Regions from separate parts of the Zea mays genome. Here regions 2 and 3 are each linked to region 1. The links are chromatin contacts, called in public Hi-C maps. All regions are on one chromosome and are shown on one strand. The core of a region is the stretch at or near the end of the contact, and the rest is flanking DNA. Distances in the headings are between cores, read along the strand shown. Region 1 holds the start of LOC100279149 (alanine aminotransferase10). Region 2 holds the start of LOC100285572 (calmodulin binding protein). Region 3 holds the start of LOC124188254.

Region 1 (3,217 bases), core at 270-2,769:
TAATTTACTACACTTTGTCTAACTTTTCTGTTTAAGGTTAGTTCTTAAATTCAGACGACTAACATTAGATAAAGTGTGACATAGTTAGCCACGAACTAAACAGACATGTAGTATTTTAGTGCTAAAGACGTTTGCTTGGTCCTCCAACTGCAGCGTTTGTAGGGTTTTGGGTTTTCCTTTTTGGTTAGAGTTTTGAATACTCAAGTGGGGTCGGGACAAAGTTTTCGTGGCACCGGTGCGTCCACGCCTCGCTCTCGTACTCCCGCGCAGGCACCTACTACCTGTTCTCCCCTCTCCGTACGTCCTTCTCTCTCCGCTGCCCTGTCACGTGCATTGGGATTTGGGAAGAGTGGCACTGTGGCACACGCGATTCTCTTTCCTTTGCCGGTTGATCCGGTTCCTACGTCCTACCTACCCACTACCCTCTACTCCAAGGTCGTAGTTGGAGGAGGTAGAGGTAGATCCACATCCAGTCCAGTCCAGCCCCGTCGCGCGGAGAGGACAAGCGGATCCTGTTCCTGTCCCTCCTGCATGCATGCGGCCCGACGTTGTGCATGCATGCAAACAGCCATGTGGACTGAAGCAGAACAGTTTTTTTTTTTTAAAAAAAAAGAGCAAACACATTGGGTCCGTCCATTTAGGAGAGCGGCAAGGACAAGTCACGTTGTACTGGCTTGTGCACTTCTTGGCGCAACACTGTAGGTAGGAACAGTCACTTCACTAGCTTGCCGCAGTAGCACTCAGATTCTGCATTGTAGTCTGCTGTTGCCTGTTTGTGCGTGTGGTTTGGGTGCAGTAGAGGAAAATCATAGTGCTCACTCCGTCCCAAATTAGTATCACGTTTGAGATCTTTTGAAATGGCGTGCATCAAGCATTGTATGAATCTATCAATAAAAGCCTTGGGACGGATTCTCATACTAACGGAAGTACTAGTCTTTATGTTATAGAGACATACAGTGGTATTTCTAACAATGGTATTTTTTTGTAAACCATGCTGGTTTTTTAAAAAGCTGAGCTACCACACAGCGGCTTATAACTGTTAGCGCTGCTGTGACCAACTACCCTGATTGCTAATAAATAGTAACTTGACAACTTGAACGTTTTGGGTTGGGCAGACAAGGACATTTTAAGGACGTACGTGTGGTGTGTGTAGTGTGTACCAACCACCAAACAAGGCCTTCAATAGGGTTGCTCTCCAGTGGCGGTCCAAGCTGCGGACCCATTGCTGCCGTGGATATTTTCGTACAGGCACAACAGGAGGGGTCGGGACTCGGGACCGTGGTGATTGGGCCAGACAACAACTCGATACCTGCAGCAGCAGCTAGCGTACGTACGTCACAGCCAGGCTGGCTCGCAGGTCGCAGCACACACGACACGACGACCGGGATATGGTCACCGCCGCGCCATGCATGCACATGCATGGTAGTGAAACGCCACGGTATATCTACTACCATCAGATCAGGTAGTATAAAAAAAAGCCTACGGGGTACTGCTACCTCAACGAGCGTATCTGCTTTTTTTTTTGGTAAAAGAATTTGTTTTTGCAAAGCTAGCTCCTACGCTGCCGCCGCCATGCACCGCTTCGCCGCCGACAGGGCGCGCCGCGCGGTGGCCGCGTCCCTGCGCGGCGCAGCTTCCAGAGCAGCAGCAGCGCCGTCGCGTCACGCTCCGGCGCCTCGCCATCCAACCTCCCCAGTCGGGGCGGCGGCGCCGGTTGCTGCCGCCGCCATGGCGAGGGCCGCCATGTCCACGGCGGTCGCGGGCGTGCCACCACCGGTGTCGCTCGACACCATCAGCCCCAAGGTGCCGCCAGTGTCGCTCGACACCATCAACCCCAAGGTGCCGCTTTTGTGCCCCCGGCCCCTCCCTCCCCTTCTTCTTTGGTTCCTCTGTTTAGCTAGTTTGGGATGCTCTCTGTCTGGTGGACAGCAAACCGTGCGCATGCATGTCCGTGCAAAACGCTGTTCCGTTTGCACTTAGGAGGAGTACTTGTTTTGCACTAATTGCTGGAGAGATAGCCTAGTGTGCTGTGCTGTGCTGCTGCTTTTTTAGTTGGGTCGCCCTGTTCCGTTCGTGCTGTAATCGTTGGGAGTCCAGTGTCCATGGACTGCAAACTAACTGTATTACCCTCTGTCAATTGATGTGATTTGTTTTTGTTCCTTCAGGTCTTGAAGTGTCAATTTGCAGTCCGGGGAGAGATTGTCACACGTGCTCAGGTATGTCAAATATAAACCCCCCCAAAAAAAACGAAAAGAAATATAATCGATAGTAATTTTTTGCGTCTCGAGTAACTTGGAGAATGGAGATATTTATCGCTACCCCACGTTCTTAATTCAAAAAAAAATCAACTCCTGTCCCATACTACTTCTTATTATTTGAAAGAGGAGTTAGGCTAGAAGTCGATCCTGTCTGTATATGCTGACGCTGACATTATACAACCTTACATTTATTATTTGAAAGAGGAGTTGACTACGAGGGAATTGTTTCTAAAACGATTCTGTTTGACTCGGTTATGATCTTGATTTCCTTGTTGCAGAAATTGCAACAAGAACTGCAGAGAAATCCAGAATCGCTTCCTTTTGATGAGGTTTGTATTCTGGATCCCATGAGCTAGCTACTAGCTGCATCTCTCTTCGCTTATTGCTTTCGATGGTCAATGGAGTTTATGTTACACTTACACCTATTTATTTTAATGGCAGATACTCTACTGTAACATTGGAAATCCCCATTCCATTGGCCAACAGCCAGTTACCTACTTCAGAGAAGTGAGTCTGCGTTCCTTGGTGTTTTGGTTGTGGAACAACAACCGATGGAACGGTTCATGGTTGCTTACTATATACTAGCTCGTGTTGCCTTTTTCAGGTTCTATCTTTATGTGAGAATCCAGCTCTCCTGGACAAAAGTGAAACGCATGCTTTATACAGGTACATGCAAGAATTCAATATTAGAGAAGCAAGAGTAAATCGGTGCTAATGGAATATTTGCATATTGACACGCTTAATTTTGAATAGGTTTCATAGTTACTAAACTGATCATTTATGTGTTAAGTAGGTGGCCAACTACACAATTTGTTGTTGGGCCTAGCTAGAATGTTGATTTATGTTTATATTTTCATACAGGTCAGATGCTATAGAGAGAGCACGGAAAATTCTAGACAAGATACCAGGAAGAGCTACAGGAGCATATAGCCACAGTCAGGTACATATACATTGCACTC
Region 2 (3,217 bases), core at 456-2,955, 190 kb before region 1:
TCAAAGCACGATCCGGCACAGGGTTTGTCTAGCCAATACCGTGCACGTGTCGCGATCTCAGAGGCGCCAAGACGGGATCGGACCGCCCTTACTGATTGGGAACATATACCAGCTGTCTATCTCATTCTCATCCACGGGCCGGCATGGGACGCGCGCGACGCGCGAGGAAAATTAATAACCGTATCGATGAGAGGGAAAAATACGCTAATTATCTTTTCTTTCTTCAAAGAAATCCTTGGGGATACATACATACCGCCGTGTACGTACGTACGTACATATCTACACTAACTACTAGTACCTTGTTGGTTCACATGAAACGAAAGAATACGCATCAAATTAAATTACAAGGGAACAAAAAGGAGTGGGGTGGGGAGATAAAAACGGCCGCCGGCGGCCACTTCTGCGTCGAGCTGCATCGCCGTCAAGGTTTCGGGACTGCTTGCGGTATGCGGACGGATCATGTCGGCCTGCCACGACTACTGGAGTTGGAGGCGGCGGGTGGTACGGGATGGCTGCTGCTGCTGCCGCCGCCGCCGCCCCCGAGCTTCCGGCTGATGCTGTGGATCGCCGGGTTGGAGCGCAGGTAGCCGAAGAGGCTGTTGCGGTGGAACGGCAGCGGCGTGGTGGCCGTCGTCCGGCGCCGCGCGTCCTCGGCCGCCGCCGCCCCCCGGGGCACGGCGTACGGCATCGGCATGTCGCTGGCCGACGCCGCGGAGCCTCTCCCCTTGCGCATGGACGCGCTGCCGTCGCCGCCGGTCCGCAGCGTCTGCTGGGACGACGACGACAGCATGGTGTACTTGAACAGCGGGTCCTTGCTGCCGCCGCCGGTGGTGGCGCGGCCCTCCGACGCGCTGCGGAACAGGAACAGGTCCTTGAGCCGCCACTTCTTGCTGCCGCTGCCGCAGCCCCGCATCATGGAGGTTCGGGGAGACGGAGGGGACTCCTCGTCGTCGTCCACGCCTCCTCCTCCGCCGCCGCCGCCCCTGACCCTGAACGGGGACAGAGACCTCGTGGCCCTCCTACTCCTCGACGAGGCCGCCGCCGCCGCCGCCGCCGTCGAGGCGGCGGGTCTGTAGCCCGACCTGCCTCTCTCCAACGGTGCCTCCGCCCGACGATCCGCGCCGCCGGCTCTTCTCGGGGACCACCGAGGGCCACCGGAATAGGAGGAGCTCGAGGCGTCGTCGGCCAGCGGGATGCTCGGGTGCGGCGTGTTCAGCGGCCGGATCCTGCCGCCCTCGAAGAGCTCGTCGGCGGCCGCGAGGGTCGGCGTGGCCTCCTGCAGCTGCCCGCTGAAGCCGAGCGTGAAGTCGAACGTGGCCTCGTCGCCCGAGCCCGGCGTCGTGGTCGTGGCGGTGGCGGCGCCCCCCGCGCAGCTCGCCCTGGACGGGCTCGTCGGCGCGCTGGAGTAGAAGTAGCAGTAGGCCGGGAGGTGGTCGCCGGCGATGGCCGCGGTTCTTGGGCTGCACGGCGCACTTGGCGCCATGACAGGCACCACCACCTCCATCTCGAATCCTCCTCGTTCGCTTCTGGCTCTCTCTCTCTCTTTACCACCTCCTATCCTATGTCGTCTTTGCTTGCTTGCTTGCTCCTTTAAAAGGCCTTGGGATTTCGTTTTTGTAGAGTCAAGTTTTTGGCTGGGAGTACTATACTGGTAGAGAGAGAGAAAGGTATTCCTCATACTCCAACCGAGGAAGGCAGAAGGAAGCTCGAGAGAGAGATAGAGAGATGGAGACGTTAAAAGCCGTCTCCAATTAAGACATCAACCATGCATGTGGTCGTATACACAACTTGGTTTAGTTTAATACTAATAATATAAAGCACTACTTGATACTATATATGAGCAGATTATTAGTTTGTCAACTTTGTTTCATCCATGCGGCCGCGCTTGCAGACTAGCTAGAGGAGGACTGCAGGCATGTTTGGTTCACTACCTCAGTTGTCACATTTTGCCTAACTTTTCTGTCTAAGGTTAGTTATTCAATTCGAACAAATAATCTTAGGCAAAGTGTGGCACATTTAGCCACAAACCAAACAGGCACTGCGACTGGCAACCGTGGGGGACGCCAAGACGATAGGTTTTGTATGGCAGATGGCACGCACGGTGAGATGCTCTGCAGTGAAATTTTTACATTTTTGTTTTTTAGAAACTTTTCTATAAACAAACTTTTCACAAAACTATATCTAAAAATGGATCCGAAGTTCGAAGTTCGATGTCACAGTATGAGACTCATTGTTTTAAACCAACTCAAATCATGAGGAAAAGGTCAACAATTATGAGATGTATGCTTAAGAGACTCTTCTTCAAACAAGAAGAAGGATTTGACTCTCAAAACCTAGAGTTTTGAGTGTTGTGATCATTCGGAGAGTTTGTTGGTGATCCATTCAAGCTTGCAGATAATTGTGAGTAGTTCATTGTGGCGGTGTGGTGAAGAACCATCTTGCAAAAGGGCACTTGATCTTTATGTGGACCAAGGGGAAGCAACACCTTTGCCTAGGTGCCCAGACCCTGGTGTCGAGTCGACTAATACAAAGGTTTGTGGCTGGTTGTTAACTGATGTGTAAGGGCCCTACTGTCACGATAGATAATAACAGATAGAGACTAAAATAAAATAAAATAGAGAGACTAAAAATAACCCGTTTATTTTTTTAACTATTTTGACAAATGAACGCACCCCCGACCAGCTCTGAAGTTGTTTTAGGAGTTGTGTAAAAAAGGGCATAGAAACTCTGAGAATTTCTGGCGCTACGCGTCAAGCAATGGGATGGCGAAAAATCATAAAACTGCCTGGACATGTAAAGTTTGATTAAGAATTTCATCACATTAATTTAGCAAGGTATAATTTGATTTACTTCTCACCGGCCGGGAAGTAGATGAAAAAAACTCATAATGTTCCAAACACACACGAGGCGACCGTTGTTCCTCTCGCCTCAGACATCAGGTCGTACGTGCTAGCTTCGTTGAGAGACGACGACGATTGAACAACGAAGACGTACTACTGCATCGTCGACGCGACGAGCTGAGATCGAAACATACAACGGCGAGAGCAACTGAGTATATACAATCACGTGGTCGATTGATCCACGAGGAACCGGCTGAGTTTTTTTTTTATTGGCATTGGGCGAGCGACTGACGAGATGAGACTGGGTGGATTTACCGTGACAGCGATCAGCGGAAGCCGGAAGGCCGGCCGGATGCGGATGTCCCTGTCGTGTAGAA
Region 3 (3,217 bases), core at 350-2,849, 130 kb before region 1:
ATTCTTATTTGGCTTCATGAAGTAAAGGAGAACGTGACTTTCACCATGCACATTCACTTGATTTCCTCCCTTAGGAATGAGAGTGGCACGGAACATGGAGTTGAGATACCTGTAATAACCTTGCAGATTTGTAGTTTTCCACATGTCGTCAGTAGGCACCACATGCATGTCAATTACTTCGGCACGAGGTGGAAGAGAATAGTTGTGGATGCATCTACGATCAGGATGGATCTCAGAATCAGTGAACCCAAGAATATGAGCAAAGCGCCGGTAGCTCACCTTATACCACTGTCCTTCAATGTTGAAATTCATGTATGGATAGGCATAGGCACCCAAATCATCACTGCTCAGCTTCACCCATAGAGTTGAGTAAAATTGGGCTATCACTTCGTCGTTCCAATCATAAGAGAAAAGCATGATGTTCTTCATTCCTTTAGCCTCACATGCTCGCAGAGCTCTAGTCATTTCCTTATCTCTCATCTGCTCACATTCAGCCCAATTTATAGATCTTTGTTTGATGATAGGTTGGTGCTTCTTAGTCATGATTACTGAGTTGTAGAAGTCCACATGAAAGAGATTCCAAAATCTGTGACCGTCAATTCGATTATCTCTTGCCCACTTCATTGGATTTTCATACCTTATGTATTGAAGCAAACTGTTGCTGCCCGCACTGTAATCCATTTGAGGTTCATTTGGATTACGACGGGCTTTGGCCCTGTGTAGCACAAGATCCCTAATGAGAGGAGCATCATCCGGAGGAAGTGCTACAACATCATCTTTTTTACCATCATCATCACTAGCTGGTTCATCCGCATTTGGATCTGCCACACGGCGAGGGCATTGCCCTGCGAATTTTCGCCGAAGAGAGGGAAATCTCTCACCTCTTGTTGCGTGAACAGTTTGGGGCCGAGCGCTGCTCTCACTGTCACCTTGAGCCTGCCTGTTGACTGGACCGGTTTGAAAGAGGCGAGGACGTTTCTCATGAATTTCTTCTTCACTTTCGATTTGATTGTCCATTTCACCTTCGCTTCCCTCAATAATGGACGGATTTCTTCTGCGGACCATCTTCTAAGAGAAGGATAAACACAAAGGGGGTGAGCCTAGATTGATTGAGAAAAGAAACTAGTCAAGAATAGGATCGAGAGTGGGGCTAAACTGTGTGGGGGCGGTTCAGCCGCCGTTGCACAGTCAAAAGCCGCCACGAGAGATTTTTTTCTCTCTCTCTCTCTCAAACTATCCATCCAAAACTTCGAATTCTTTTGAGCACTTGTTCCATGTTGCAGTGTGAGCCTTGGCTCCAAAGGGATTCGACTTAAATGCCTTAAAAAGTAGATCGAGGATACAAAAGGTAAAATACCTTGAGAAGAGAAGTTCCCGTGCAAATGAAGATTTGAAACTTGAGAAAGGGGAGGGAGGGGCACGTGATGAGAGAGATCCAAATCCAACAACCCTTGCCCCTCAAACTGAACTCCGCGGGATCTAGAACGAGGAAGTGATTTCTTTGGAGCAGAGAGGAGAGGTGAGGAGATGCTGTCTTTTTTGAACCTGAGGAGGAGAGGAATAAGTGAGAGAAGAGAGAAGAATAGAGTGGGGTTTATCCCTCGGACAGCTGATGGACTGGGACCGGTTGAACCGTTTCTGAAGTCGGCTCAACCGGCAACAGGTCTACGAGAGAAGGCCCACCGACCCGTTCACTTTTGTTATCGCTGGTCCAAAGTCGAAACACTATAATATTTCTATTTATTACCTTTTATTAAAACCCGGTGGAGTTTGAGCTTCTCCCCGCGCTTCACGGGCAGTCCGCCACAGCTCGAACGACGTGTGGCTTGAGTACGGCGTCGTCAGACAGGAACCAGCTTCCGGACCCGAGTTTTTTATGCAATCGAGTTGTGAGTGGTTCCTCCCTACCTCTCCCGTCGCACCTCGCCCTCTCCCTTGCCCTGCCCCAGATCTCGGCCTTCAGTCCTCGCTGCCGCCGCGACTTGCTCGCCCCGTCTCCCTCCGGCCCCGCCTCATCGCGGCCGTGGTGGCCAAGGAACACGAGCTCATTGGAAAACACTCTTAAATAAAGCTTCCAATGAACAAGACAGGAGCTCGACTTCGCCTAGCTCCGAACAAGCGGTCGACGAGGCGGAGGTCTCGCGTCCTGCGTGCGTCGCGCCGTTGCCTGGCTCCGTCCTCGCCGTTCCTCTGTAGAAGCTGGCCGCTGACCCCCGCCCGCCTCCGCTTGGCCGTCTGGCCGCCCCCCGCGTGGTCACCTAGATGGCTGGCCGTGCCCCTAGATTTGGGTTCCTATCTTGTTAGGACTTCCATCTTCGTTCATTTTGCTGTGTGTCCGTCAGATAGATGACTAATGCATCCTCAAAGTTCTCCAAGGCGGAGCCTTGCATCTTTGTGTGTTTGATTTGGTTGAGCTGCAACCCGTGCTGCTGTCCTTTTCAGTATAAAAAAAAAGATTTAGATGTAGGTTGGCATTCGGATGAAAAATGGACCGTGAAAAAAAGGAGGTCCATTCACCTCGTGTTCTGTCATTTGAGCACGGATCCTTTAGTGTATCGGAAAGCGTGATATTTCTGATAATCTTCTGCTTTTCAGAGAAAAGCTTTGAGTAATTGAGATGTATATTCCTCTATTGAAAGAAAAAGAGGGGTTTTCAAGCAATATGAAAGCCTGATGCTTTCGTTCTTCGTTTTATTTAAGATCACTTTCCTCCCTTGTTCTTATGAAATGTGCAACTCTTTAATCAGGGATGGCAACCGATAGTGAAGCCTCGAAGGCAGCTGAGGTTGTGGTTGACTGGCATAAACAGGACAAAAAGAGGATGCTCCATGCAGTTTACCGTGTTGGGGATCTGGACCGCACAATCAAGTATGCTGTTGTATTGTAAATGACATTTGCAACACCTGCAGCTATGATTATGCTTTTTTATGTGACATAATATGATTCTGGTAGGTACTACACAGAATGCTTTGGGATGAAACTGCTGAGGAAAAGGGATGTTCCTGATGAGAAGTACACCAACGCCTTCCTTGGCTTTGGGCCAGAGAACACCAACTTTGCAGTTGAATTGACCAACTTTGCGGAGGTCTCGCGTCCTACGTGCGTCGCGCCGTTGCCTGGCTCCGTCCTCGCCGTTCCTCTGTAGAAGCTGGCCGCTGACCCTCGCCGTCGCGCCGTTTTTTATTAGATGAAGAATGAATCAACCCTTGTAGAAGCT

What was found. Hi-C and Micro-C count contacts between places; a contact is called where the count stands out from the background.
Region 2: a contact with region 1 is called in a Hi-C map of leaf, with 4 times the contacts expected there. The contact joins the promoter of LOC100285572 here to the promoter of LOC100279149 in region 1. A contact is called at or near these places in 4 of 25 Hi-C or Micro-C datasets (endosperm, leaf and tassel).
Region 3: a Hi-C map of root tip shows a contact between it and region 1, with 2.1 times the contacts expected there. The contact joins the promoter of LOC124188254 here to the promoter of LOC100279149 in region 1. A contact is called at or near these places in 7 of 25 Hi-C or Micro-C datasets (bundle sheath, ear, endosperm and 2 more).

The regions. Positions count from the first base shown.
Region 1 is chr2:218,310,582-218,313,798 of Zm-B73-REFERENCE-NAM-5.0, reverse strand. It overlaps LOC100279149 (alanine aminotransferase10), which reads left to right and starts at 1,519. Exons shown (of 14, transcript NM_001346063.1): 1 at 1,519-1,839; 2 at 2,166-2,216; 3 at 2,537-2,587; 4 at 2,700-2,765; 5 at 2,863-2,924; 6 at 3,120-3,198. The coding sequence starts at 1,573.
Region 2 is chr2:218,505,121-218,508,337 of Zm-B73-REFERENCE-NAM-5.0, reverse strand. LOC100285572 (calmodulin binding protein) reads right to left here and starts at 1,705. Exons shown (of 1, transcript NM_001158463.2): 1 at 201-1,705. The coding sequence starts at 1,504. The coding sequence ends at 458.
Region 3 is chr2:218,445,030-218,448,246 of Zm-B73-REFERENCE-NAM-5.0, reverse strand. It overlaps LOC124188254, which reads right to left and starts at 1,599. Exons shown (of 2, transcript NM_001401381.1): 1 at 1,358-1,599; 2 at 1-1,068. The coding sequence starts at 1,065. It also overlaps the pseudogene LOC100382199 and the pseudogene LOC124188255.